Regions from separate parts of the Sus scrofa genome. Here region 1 is linked to region 2. Evidence: chromatin contacts called from public targeted proximity ligation data. All regions are on one chromosome and are shown on one strand. The core of a region is the stretch at or near the end of the contact, and the rest is flanking DNA. Distances in the headings are between cores, read along the strand shown. Region 1 overlaps SLC2A3 (solute carrier family 2, facilitated glucose transporter member 3). Region 2 has its middle 13 kb from the start of NANOGNB.

Region 1 (5,516 bases), core at 1,365-3,864, 120 kb before region 2:
CATGCTCCATCATAAGTGACTAGATATAGTTCCTAGGGCTATACAGCAGGCTCTCATTGCTAACCCAATCCAAAGGCAATAGTTTGCATCTATTAACCCTCAATTCCTCCTCCCTCCCCCTCCCCCTTGGCAACCACAAGTCTGTTCTCCATGTCCATGATTTTCTTTTCTGTGGAAAGGTTCATTTGTGTCATATATTAGATTCCAGATATGAGTGATATCATGTGGTATTTGCCTTTCTCTTTCTGACATACTTCACTTGGCATGTGAGTCTCTAGTTCCATCCATGTTGCTGCAAATGGCATTATTTTGTTCTTTTTTATGGCTGAATAGTATTTCATTGTGTGTATATATATACCTCGTCTTCTTAGTCCATCTATCTGTGGATGGACATTTAGGTTGTTTCCATGTCTTGGCTATTGTGAATAGTGCTGCAATGAACATATGGGTGCATGTGTCAGGTCCTCTATTTTTAGCTTAAGCAATTGAGGTAGGAAATTGGAAGAAGAACAAGTTAGGAGGGAGTGGATCGGGACCCTGGAGCACTCCTGGGTTTAAGATTCTCTTTAGCCCTACCTGTGGAGATGTCCAAGTCTGCAGCCTAAAGACCCAGTCCAAGTTGGAGACTGATATTTGATATAAATAGTGTTTAAAGCCATGTGCCTGGAGGACACAAGCCATGGAGTGACTGTGTATAGAAAAGAGTTTTAAGGATTGAACCTTGGGGACATTCCAATGTGTCGAAATGCTGAGAAAAGACAGTAAGATAAATAGGAAACCAGGACAGGTTGGTGTATCAGAAGCCAAGGGAAGAAATTTATTCGCACAAGGAGAGAGTGTTAGGTGTTGTCACCTGTTTTTAGTGGTCATGTAAGAAGGACAGAGATTTGACCACTGGTTTTAGTGCAATGGAGTTTGTTGATGACCTTGACAGGAGTAGTTTAAACAAAACAGAAGGGACAAAAGCCTAGTTGGAGTAGGTTTGTTTGTTTGTTTTTCAGTCAGGACTTCGGCATGTGGAAGTTCCGGGGCCAGGGATGGAACCGGCCATGGTGGTCGAAACACCAGATCTTTAATCCATTGAGCCACTGGGGAACTCCTGGAGTAGGTTTAGCAGAGAATGGTTTGAGGAGTTTGAGACATTTTCCTTTAAAGCTAGCACAGATGGGAGTTCCTGTTGTGGCGCAGTGGTTAACGAATCCGACTAGGAACCATGAGGTTGCGGGTTCGGTCCCTGCCCTTGCTCAGTGGGTTAACGATCCGGCATTGCCGTGAACTGTGGTGTAGGTTGCAGAGGCGGCTCGGATCCCGAGTTGCTGTGGCTCTGGCATAGGCCGGTGGCTAGAGCTCCGATTCGACCCCTAGCCTGGGAACCTCCATATGCCACGGGAGCGGCCCAAGAAATAGCGACAACAACAACAAAGACAAAAAGACCAAAAAAAAAATAAAAATAAAAAAAAATAAAGCTAGCACAGATGTGAAGTGCTTATCCTGAGAGGGACTTAAGGTCAAGGGAAGAATTACATCTTTCATTACTATGAAGGAATATATATATTACAAGAATATTTTATGGTGAAAAAAATGTTTATTTAGAATTGGCCAGACACATTTTTAGCAACATGGATGGACCTAGAAATTATCATGCTAAGTGAAGTCAGCCATACAATGAGACACCAACATCAAAGGCTTTCACTGACATGTGGAATCTGAAGAAAGGACAGAATGAACTTTGCAGAACAGATACTGACTCACAGACTTTGAAAAACTTATGGTCTCCCAAGGAGACAGTTTGGAGGGGGAGAGGATGTGCTGGGGTTGTGGGATGGAAATCCTATAAAATTGGGTTATGATGATCATTGTACAACTATAAATGTAATAAATTCATCGAGTAATAAAAAAAAAAAATGGAGTTCCCATCGTGGCTCAGTGGTTAATGAATCCGACTAGGAACCATGAGGTTGCGGATTCGATCCCTGGCCTCGCTCCATGGATTAAGGATCCGGCGTTGCTGTGAGTTGTGGTGTAAGTCCAAGACACGGCTCGGATCTGGCGTTGCTGTGGCTCTGGAGAAGGTCAGCGGCTACAGCTCCAATTAGACCCCTAGCCTGGGAACCTCCATATGCCGCAGTGCGGCCCTAGAAAATACAAAAAAAAAAGAAAAAGAAAAGAAAGAACTGAGGGCCAGCAAATGGGATGGAGCGTTTCCATGGATGACAGCACAGGTTGTGTAATCAAGAGAATGAATCAGGTTTTTAAATTTCCAAGGAATGAGAAGGGAAGTGAGCCAGGGGATCAGCAGATTATTGCAATATCCCGATGGCATGTACTTCAAAGGATCTGTGTCTGAGGGACTAGAGGAGGAGAAATAGTTTGGAATAAGAATAGGCAGAGTGGAGCTGAGTTAAAATGAAATGTTGAACCCACTCTGGGACTTTTAGAGGAGTGAGGAAAAAAAGGATCGTGGCATTTACACCGGACTTAATTTTGAGAAAAAGATAATTCCAGCCTGAGAAAATGCTATTTCCAAAGCAGAAGGAGCTACCACTGGGGTTCCACAGAAGACTGGTGCTCTTGCCAATCCGCCTTCAGGCCTGTCTGCCCTGTGGCTGAGAGCGCCCTGGTGTCGCCAGCTCTCCTTAGCCATGGGCCACCAGGTGGCAGTATGTGCCTTTGGGGCACCCTTGCTAGTCCTGTGGGTTTACAGGGATGGAAATGAAAATCCAACTGAGTGTGAGGCCAAGCGTTGGTTTGTGGTCTTCGTTAGGCCTGAAAGTGTTGTCCTAGCAGTGAGTCGGCAAAGCCCTCAAGAGAAGAGAATAAACCTGAGAACATTTGGCAAAAGATCAGGAAACAGGTAAAAGGAAAGGAAGCTGCAGTACGATGGGGTATGATGAGGGGTAAGAAGTAGAGGCTGAAAGATGGAACCACGGAGAAAGGAAGACTTGCAGACCTGCCAGTAGGGTGGGTAGTGGGCACCAGAGCAGCAAGGAAAGACAGACCGAAGCAGGGATCACCTTTTCGGCTTGTTCACTCACAAAATAATTTTGAAAAACTATGTTCCCCTCCCCACCTCACACACACGTTTTTAAACTGACATCCACGATTTTTTTTAATGTGTAAATAACTTTCAGGGATTAATTTCTGCTATCTCAAATATCCCATACATGTTTTCAGGGCAATTGTTAGCTCTCTGGTGCTTTTGTACAAATTAGGAAAGGGTGTCCCTCTGGGAAGAAGCAGAATGGACAGGTTTGCTAAGGACAGTCCCCCTGGGCAAAGAAAAGGTACCCCTTCTCTGGCTGAGGCGCAGGGCTGGCCAGTGGATTGTGGGCTTCAGTTTAGGCTTCCCTTGCCTGGAAACCACAACTTTACCCACAGGCCTTGTAGACTTTATTTATTTATTTGGTGAAAGCCTTTGAATTTAGACAGAGCTCATTCAGTGGAACTGTAAACTAAATGATGAAGCCAAATCAGACTTGGGCTTATTTCAAATAAAATTAACTTCTATCCCCGCACCAACGAGCTTACTTCTCAATTCTTAAGACAAATCGATTCTATGGAAATTTGCTTAGTGTCTCTTTACCAGTTGATGCTTCTAAAACTAGCACATTTAGGAGTCACGTGGAAGGCTTGTTATTAATACAGATTTGTTGGTTCTACCCTTTAGAGAGGCTGACCTGGAAGGTCTGGGGTGGAGCTATACATTTTCATATCTGACAAGCTCCCAGGAGATGCTGATAGGGATCATCTATGATGATCACACTCTGAGTAGCACTCAAAGCGCTGCCCCCAAGGCCCTATGGACTGTCACAAGGCTCCTCCTCGGGAACTGTGCACTCTCAAATTGTGCCGGTGCACCACGGTAAAAATTTAAGATGGGTTAGAGCTAAGGTTTTATTTTACGGAGTAGGAGAAAGCTGTGGGAAGAAAGATGGGAAAGAGGAGTAGAGGAGTTCCTGTTGTGGCTCAGTGGTAACAAACCCGACTAATATCCATGAGGATGCAGTTTGGATGCCTGGCTTCGTTCAGTGGGTTAAGGAGCTGGTGTTGCTGTGAGCTCTGATGTAGGTCACAGACGTGGCTCAGATCCTGCCTTGCTGTGACTGTGGTGTAGGCCAGCAGCTGCAGCTCTGATTCAATCCCTAGCCTGGGAACATCTATATGCTGCACTTTCTGCCCTAAAAAGAAAAAAGAAAAAAAAGATGGGAAAGAAAAAAGAGCAAACCTGGGAGTTTCCTGGTGGCCTAGTGATTAAGGATCTGGCATTGTCATTCCTATGGTTCTGGTCCCTGCTGTGGCACAGGTGTAATCTCTGGCCTGGGAAATTTCACGTGCCACGAGCATGGCCAAAAAAGAGAAAAGAAAAAAATTAGCCCAGTTTGAAGGCTACTAGATTAAAAATCATGTGACTATGGTAATCAGATGATTTTACATGTCAGATTTTACACTAAAAAATGTAAAAGTGGGAATTCCAATCATGGTTCAGCAGAAATGAACCCAACTAGTATCCATTAGGATGTGGGTTTGATCCCTAGCATCGCTAAGTGGGTTAAGGATCCGGAGCTGTTGCAAGCTGTGGCATAGGTTTTAGACTTGGCTCAAATTTGGTGTTGGTGTTGCTGTGGCTGTGGCATAGGCCTGCAGCTGCAGCTCTGATTTGACCCCTAGGCTGGGAACTTCTGTATGCTGCAGGTGTGGCTATAAAAAGAAAAAAAAAATGTACAAGTATGTACAAAATGATGTGGCTAATTAATTATAACTTTTTTAAAAGTCTACTTCATGTTATCAGGCTGGTGCCTTAAGAAGCGTTTGTGGGAGCTCCCGTCATGGCACAGCAGAAACGAATCCGACTAGGAGCCATGAGGTTTCAGGTTCGATCCCTTGCCTCTCTCAGTGGGTTCAGGATCTGGCGTTGCCATGAGCCGTGGTGTAGGTTACAGATGCGGCTCGCATCAGGCGTTGCTGTGGCTGTGGCATAGGCCAGCAGCTGTAGCTCTGATTAGACCCCTAGCCTGGGAACCTCCATATGCTGCGGGTGCAGCCCTAAAAGGACAAAAGACAAAAGACAAAAAAAAAAAAAAAAAAAAAAAAAAAAAGGAACGTTTGTGGACTGGAAGGAACAGTGGTAAATATTTAGGGTCAGGAAAGCACCACAGTCAGATGAAGGAGAATATGAATATAAATATAAATACGTGAATATGAGTACATGGTGTATTTAGACTCATTCTTATGGTCCCAACATTGCTGATACAACCATTTGGGGAGTAAGGGTCAGGGGCAGGCATCAGAAAACAAATAGGAACTGAAATTGACACAAGTGTCTTAAGAGGATGTAAAGATAGGTTGCCTAAAAAAAAAAAAAAAAAAAAAAGATAGGTTGCCTAATGTCCAGAGTGATAGTTAGGCAGTCACCCTGGGAAGTGATGAAGTCATGTTACTTGGCAAATGACACTGATTTCCCAAGCTGCGTATAGAAAGGCCTTTGAGGAAACTCTGCCCGTGGAATGAGCCTCTGC
Region 2 (4,920 bases), core at 1,170-3,669:
ATGGTGCCATTCCCCAGAGTGGGTGATCCATTGTCTACCCACAGGGCCTGTTCCACCTTGGGAGTTCTTGTTGGAATAGACACTCTGGATATGGATCTAGCTTCCCTGTATGCAATGATTCTGCCAAAACTACCATCTGCAGACTCAGAGAATGCCTTATCCAACATCACGGTATCCACATAGCATTGCCTCTGATCAAGGAGCTCGCTTTATTGCAAATGAAGTACTGCAATGAGCCCATGCTTATGGAACTGCATGGTCTTACAATGTTTACCATCATTCTAAAGTAGCTGGCTTTAAGGATCTGGTGGCTCAGTGGGTTAAGGATCTAGGATTGTCACTGCTGTGACTCGTCTCTGATCCCTTGCCCAGGAACTTCTGCAGGTTGCAGCCAATAAATTAAATAAATAAATAAATACAGAGGCTGGCTTGATACTACTACTAAAGGGGGAACAGCCTGTAGAAGACTCAGTTACAGTGCCAGCTAGGTGGCAGTACCTTACTGGCCTGGGGCAGCATCCTCCAAGAGGCTCTATATGGTCTAAATCAGCATCCGATACACAGTAGTGTTTTTTTTTCATAGCCGGGATTGACAAGTCCAGGAATCCAGGGGTTAGACATGGGAATGGCATCACCTCCTTTTTACCTTAGTCATATATTAGCAAAATTTTTGCTTTCAGTCTCCATGACGTTATGCTCTGTTGGTCTAGAAGTCATGCCCTGCGATTAAAGTCAACAGAAAACTACAACAACCCAATCTAGGAGGAATGAAGGTTTGGGTCACCCCATGAGGCAAAGAATCACTACAGCTGAAGTGCTTGCTGAGGGCAAAGAGAATATGTTCTCATCTCTTAGCAAGTTTGATGATCGTAATACAATATTGTTCTCTATACTCACTATAGTGTGCATTAGATCTCTCTATACCACTCATTTCATGCAAAGGGAATATGGAAAGAGTAGTGGAAGATGGTGAGGACTAAATACCACTTATGACCGTGTGACCAGTTGAAGAAATAGACTGTAATTGTCATGACTATTTCTTCCCTTTTTTTGTTACTGTATTAATCTGCTCAGGCTGTCCTAACAGAAAACCACAGATGTACTCACTTAAACAACAGAAATTTCATTTTCTCACAGTTCTGGAGGCTGGAAGTCCAAGATCAAGACACTGATGGGGTTGGTTTCTGATGAGAAGTCTCTTCCAGGCTTTCAGACAGCTGCCTTCTTGGTGTGTCCTCACACGGCCTTTCTTCTGTGTGTGTGCCCTATGGTGTCTCTTCCTCTTTTTATAGGGACATTCATCCTAGTAGATTAGTGCCTCCACTTTATGACCTCATTTAACCTTAATTACTTCCTTAAGGGTCCTATCTGCAAATATATAGTCACATTGGGAGTTAGGGTTACAACATATGGATTTGAGAACATAATTCATTCCATAACAGTTACAAATAATGTGTGTGTGTGTGTGTGTGTCTGTGTGTGTGTCTGTGTGTGTGTCTGTGTGTGTGTAGCAAATATTCCTGTTTGCATCCTTTTCTGATGGCTGTATCATCTGACATAAAATGTATTGGTCATAATTAACTTTGGCGTTCCTATCATGGCTCAGTGGTTAACGAATCCTACTAGGAACCATGAGGTTGCAGGTTCGATCCCAGGCCTCGATCAATGGGTTAAGGATCCGGCTTTGCCATGAGCTCTGGTGTAGGTCACAGACATGGTTCAGATCTGGTGTTGCTGTGGCTGGGTGGAGGCTGGCAGCTGTAGTTTGGATTAGACCCCTAGCCCAGGAACCTCCATATGCTGCTGGTACGGCCCTAAAGACAAAAGACAGAAAAGGGAAAAAAAACCCCACACACACCCCCAAATCCTCTATCTGGAAAGGTTTTATTCTTCAGAAAGAAAACTTGTGGAACGGGACCAGCTAAGGCTATCTTTAAGGTAAAAGATGAGGCAGTCTGATGGATTTCAAATCCAATCTGGTATGAATAAGCATCATTAAGTACAGGTCTATCTTCTAAGAGAAATAATCTGTTATGGTGGAAGGAAGTCCTGATGGTGAGGCCCCGCAATCTGTGACCATCTCCTATCTCAGCATCGACAAAGCAAGTGAGCTGGCGGTCCAGCAACTCCACACCCTTTACTTTATGCCAGAGTTTACCCTCCACGAGGGCCTGGTAAACTAAGAATGCCATAGAGACTTGGGCGGCGTCTCCTATATCAAATTCCCTCATTTCTAAGTAATGTGGGTGGATGCCCATCCAGGCGACCGGGACGGACGGGGGCGGGGGGCAACTAATGGGCGCCAGCGAGGCGAAAACACGGCCTGCCGACCGTGGCAGCCAGGTGGGCTCAGAGTCGCGGGTTTCCCGAGCCCTGCAGGGCGGTGCGCCGCTGGAGCTGCACCCGCCGGCGCCGGCCGGAAGCAGGGGCTCGCCCGCCTAAGTTCCGCTTTGCTGCCGCCGGCTGCTTCAGGGCTGGAGGGCTCATATCCTTATTTTCCTTTTCTGTTTCAGAAACCTATCCAGGTTACATTACATTCAGTCATCATGCCTCTTAAGGCTCCTTTTGGCTGTGACAGTTGGTCTTTTTAATTTTAAGGACTCCCATTTCACCGTGCCCTCATCTATTCTTGACTCTGTTGCCCATTTCCCCACATTTTTCTCTGCTTGTATTTATTGCCAACTCCCTGAATACATAATTTGTTAAATACTGCTTTTAAAGGTATTATTATTTTTCCTTAAGATATTTGTCCCCATTTGGTTGGCAGGTGTTCTCAAAAATGTCAAAGATATCTTCTAAAAAAGATGAAGATTCTATGATCAGTAGGCATCTAGTTTTTTATTTTTATTTCTTATAATTTTTCTTTTCTTTAATTATTTTTAGGGCCGCTCCTGCAGCATATGGAAGGTCCCATGCTAGGGGTCCGTTCGGAGTTGAGCTGTCGGCTTACACCACAGCCACAGCAATAGGGCATCTGAGTCTTGTTGCAGCTTGCAGCAACACTGGATCCTTAACCCACTGAGGGAGGCCAGGGAACCTGAATTGTCATGGATACTAGTTGGGTTCTTAACCCGCTGAGCCATAATAGGAACTCCCACATTTTTAGAATTCTGTTTTCCTCTTGCAAATTTCCCTCAGGTTAATCACATTCTTCCACCCTCACTTCTACAAATTATAGACAGTGTGGTATGGTCTGGGGGAACCCGGAAAGGGAAGTGTTAGCTTTGAGGTTAGTCAGACCAGGGTTTGAATTCCAGAGCTACCATTATTCCAGCTATTTGGATCTTGGGCAATTTCATTTAACCTGATTTTCTAATTATCTGTAAAATAGCTGGAGAGAAGGCAGAACTTTACCTAAGATTTATATTTACATAAACAGATTAACAAGAGAAAAGCATTTAACTTTAGTTAATATTTTTCATATGGCGTTATTTACAGGAAAATGACTCAAAAAGCAGTTACGCATCATTTTTACTGCTTAATTATCTGTGATGATCTTATCTTCTAACATAGGTTGCTAATGTAATTATGGCATCTGATTACAATATTAAGTGGGGTAAATAATAATTGTCTAGGATTATTATTATTATCATCACTATTGGCTAGGATTATTATTAATTGTTGTAATTATTTGTTATTATTTATTAATATGCCTATTGTTATTGCTAATATAATTATGGCATCTGATTACAATATTGTGTAGGGGTAAATAAAAATTGCCTAGGATAACTGAAAATTAATAAACAAATGTTTGACATGAAGTACTTCCCATAGACTCTTCAATCATGAACAAGCCAGGATAGGAAGATTTTTTCTACTCTGCTCATCTGGCACCTAGAATCATGCCAGTTACGTGAGGAAGATGCTTAGTAAATATTTTAATTAATGCTAAGTGAATAAAAATATTTTTAATGCAGAGTTTGATGGAGAGGGGGCAATGAACTACATTTACAAGTTTAAATAATTTTTTACTACACTACATAAAAGCATTCTATGCAGAAAATATTTCTGCTGTGAAATGCTGTCAGCTTGTCATCTGAAGAAACTGAATATTAGATTCCATTGAATATCAAAATTTAAGCTGTAACCATATCTTACAGAAGGTAGAGGTTCAGTGTTAGCATTCTTTTTTTTTTTTTTTTGTCCTTTTGCCTTTTCTAGGGCTGCTCCCACAGCATATGGAGGTTCCCAGGCTAGGGGTCTAATTGGAGCTGTAGCCGCCAACCTACACCAGAGCCACAGCAATGCAGGATCCAAGCCTTGTCTGCAACGTGCACCACAGCTCACAGCAATGCCAGATCCTCAACCCACTGAACAAGGTCTGGAATTGAACCCGCAGCCTCATGGTTCCTAGTCGGATTCGTTAACCACTGAGCCACAATGGGAACTCCACTCCAGCATTCTTTTTTATGGTTGTTTGCAGGCTGCACATTCATATTTAGTATGTACTGAGTGTCTAAATTTTACTAGGTAGGTACTGTGCTGGGCATGGACTTTATATGAGGCAGAGAACATAGTGGTTATGATAATTTTTCTCAAAAAATATGGTACTTGAGGCATTACACCACAGCCCCTGAAATGTGGGATCTGAGCCACATCTGCAACCTACACCATAGCTCATGGCAACGCCTGATCCTTAACCCACTGAGCAAAGCCAGGGATCAAACCTGCATCCTCATGGATACTAGTTGGATTCATTTCCGCTGCGCCGCAATGAGAACTCCCATGGCCTGTCTCTTCTTTTCTTTCTTTTTCTGTTCTTTTTTTTTTTTTTTTTTTTGGCTGCAACTTTGCATAGGAAATTTCACCAGGAAACTTCTTCTCAGTTTATCAGTAGAATGTAAATAGCTATAATATCTACCTCATATGGTTCTTGTAAGAATAATAAGAGACAAAGCATTCAAGATGGTAGCAGAATGC

What was found.
Region 1: a contact with region 2 is called in a targeted proximity ligation map of alveolar macrophages. A contact is called at or near these places in 3 of 47 Hi-C or Micro-C datasets (embryonic fibroblasts, epiblast stem cells and omental adipose tissue) and 1 of 2 datasets of targeted methods (alveolar macrophages).

Annotation. Positions count from the first base shown.
Region 1 is chr5:63,029,054-63,034,569 of Sscrofa11.1, reverse strand. All of the region lies in intron 2 of SLC2A3 (solute carrier family 2, facilitated glucose transporter member 3), which reads left to right. Among named protein-coding and RNA genes, the nearest start is that of SLC2A3, 10 kb to the left of the region's middle.
Region 2 is chr5:62,911,645-62,916,564 of Sscrofa11.1, reverse strand. No RefSeq gene overlaps it. Among named protein-coding and RNA genes, the nearest start is that of NANOGNB, 13 kb to the right of the region's middle.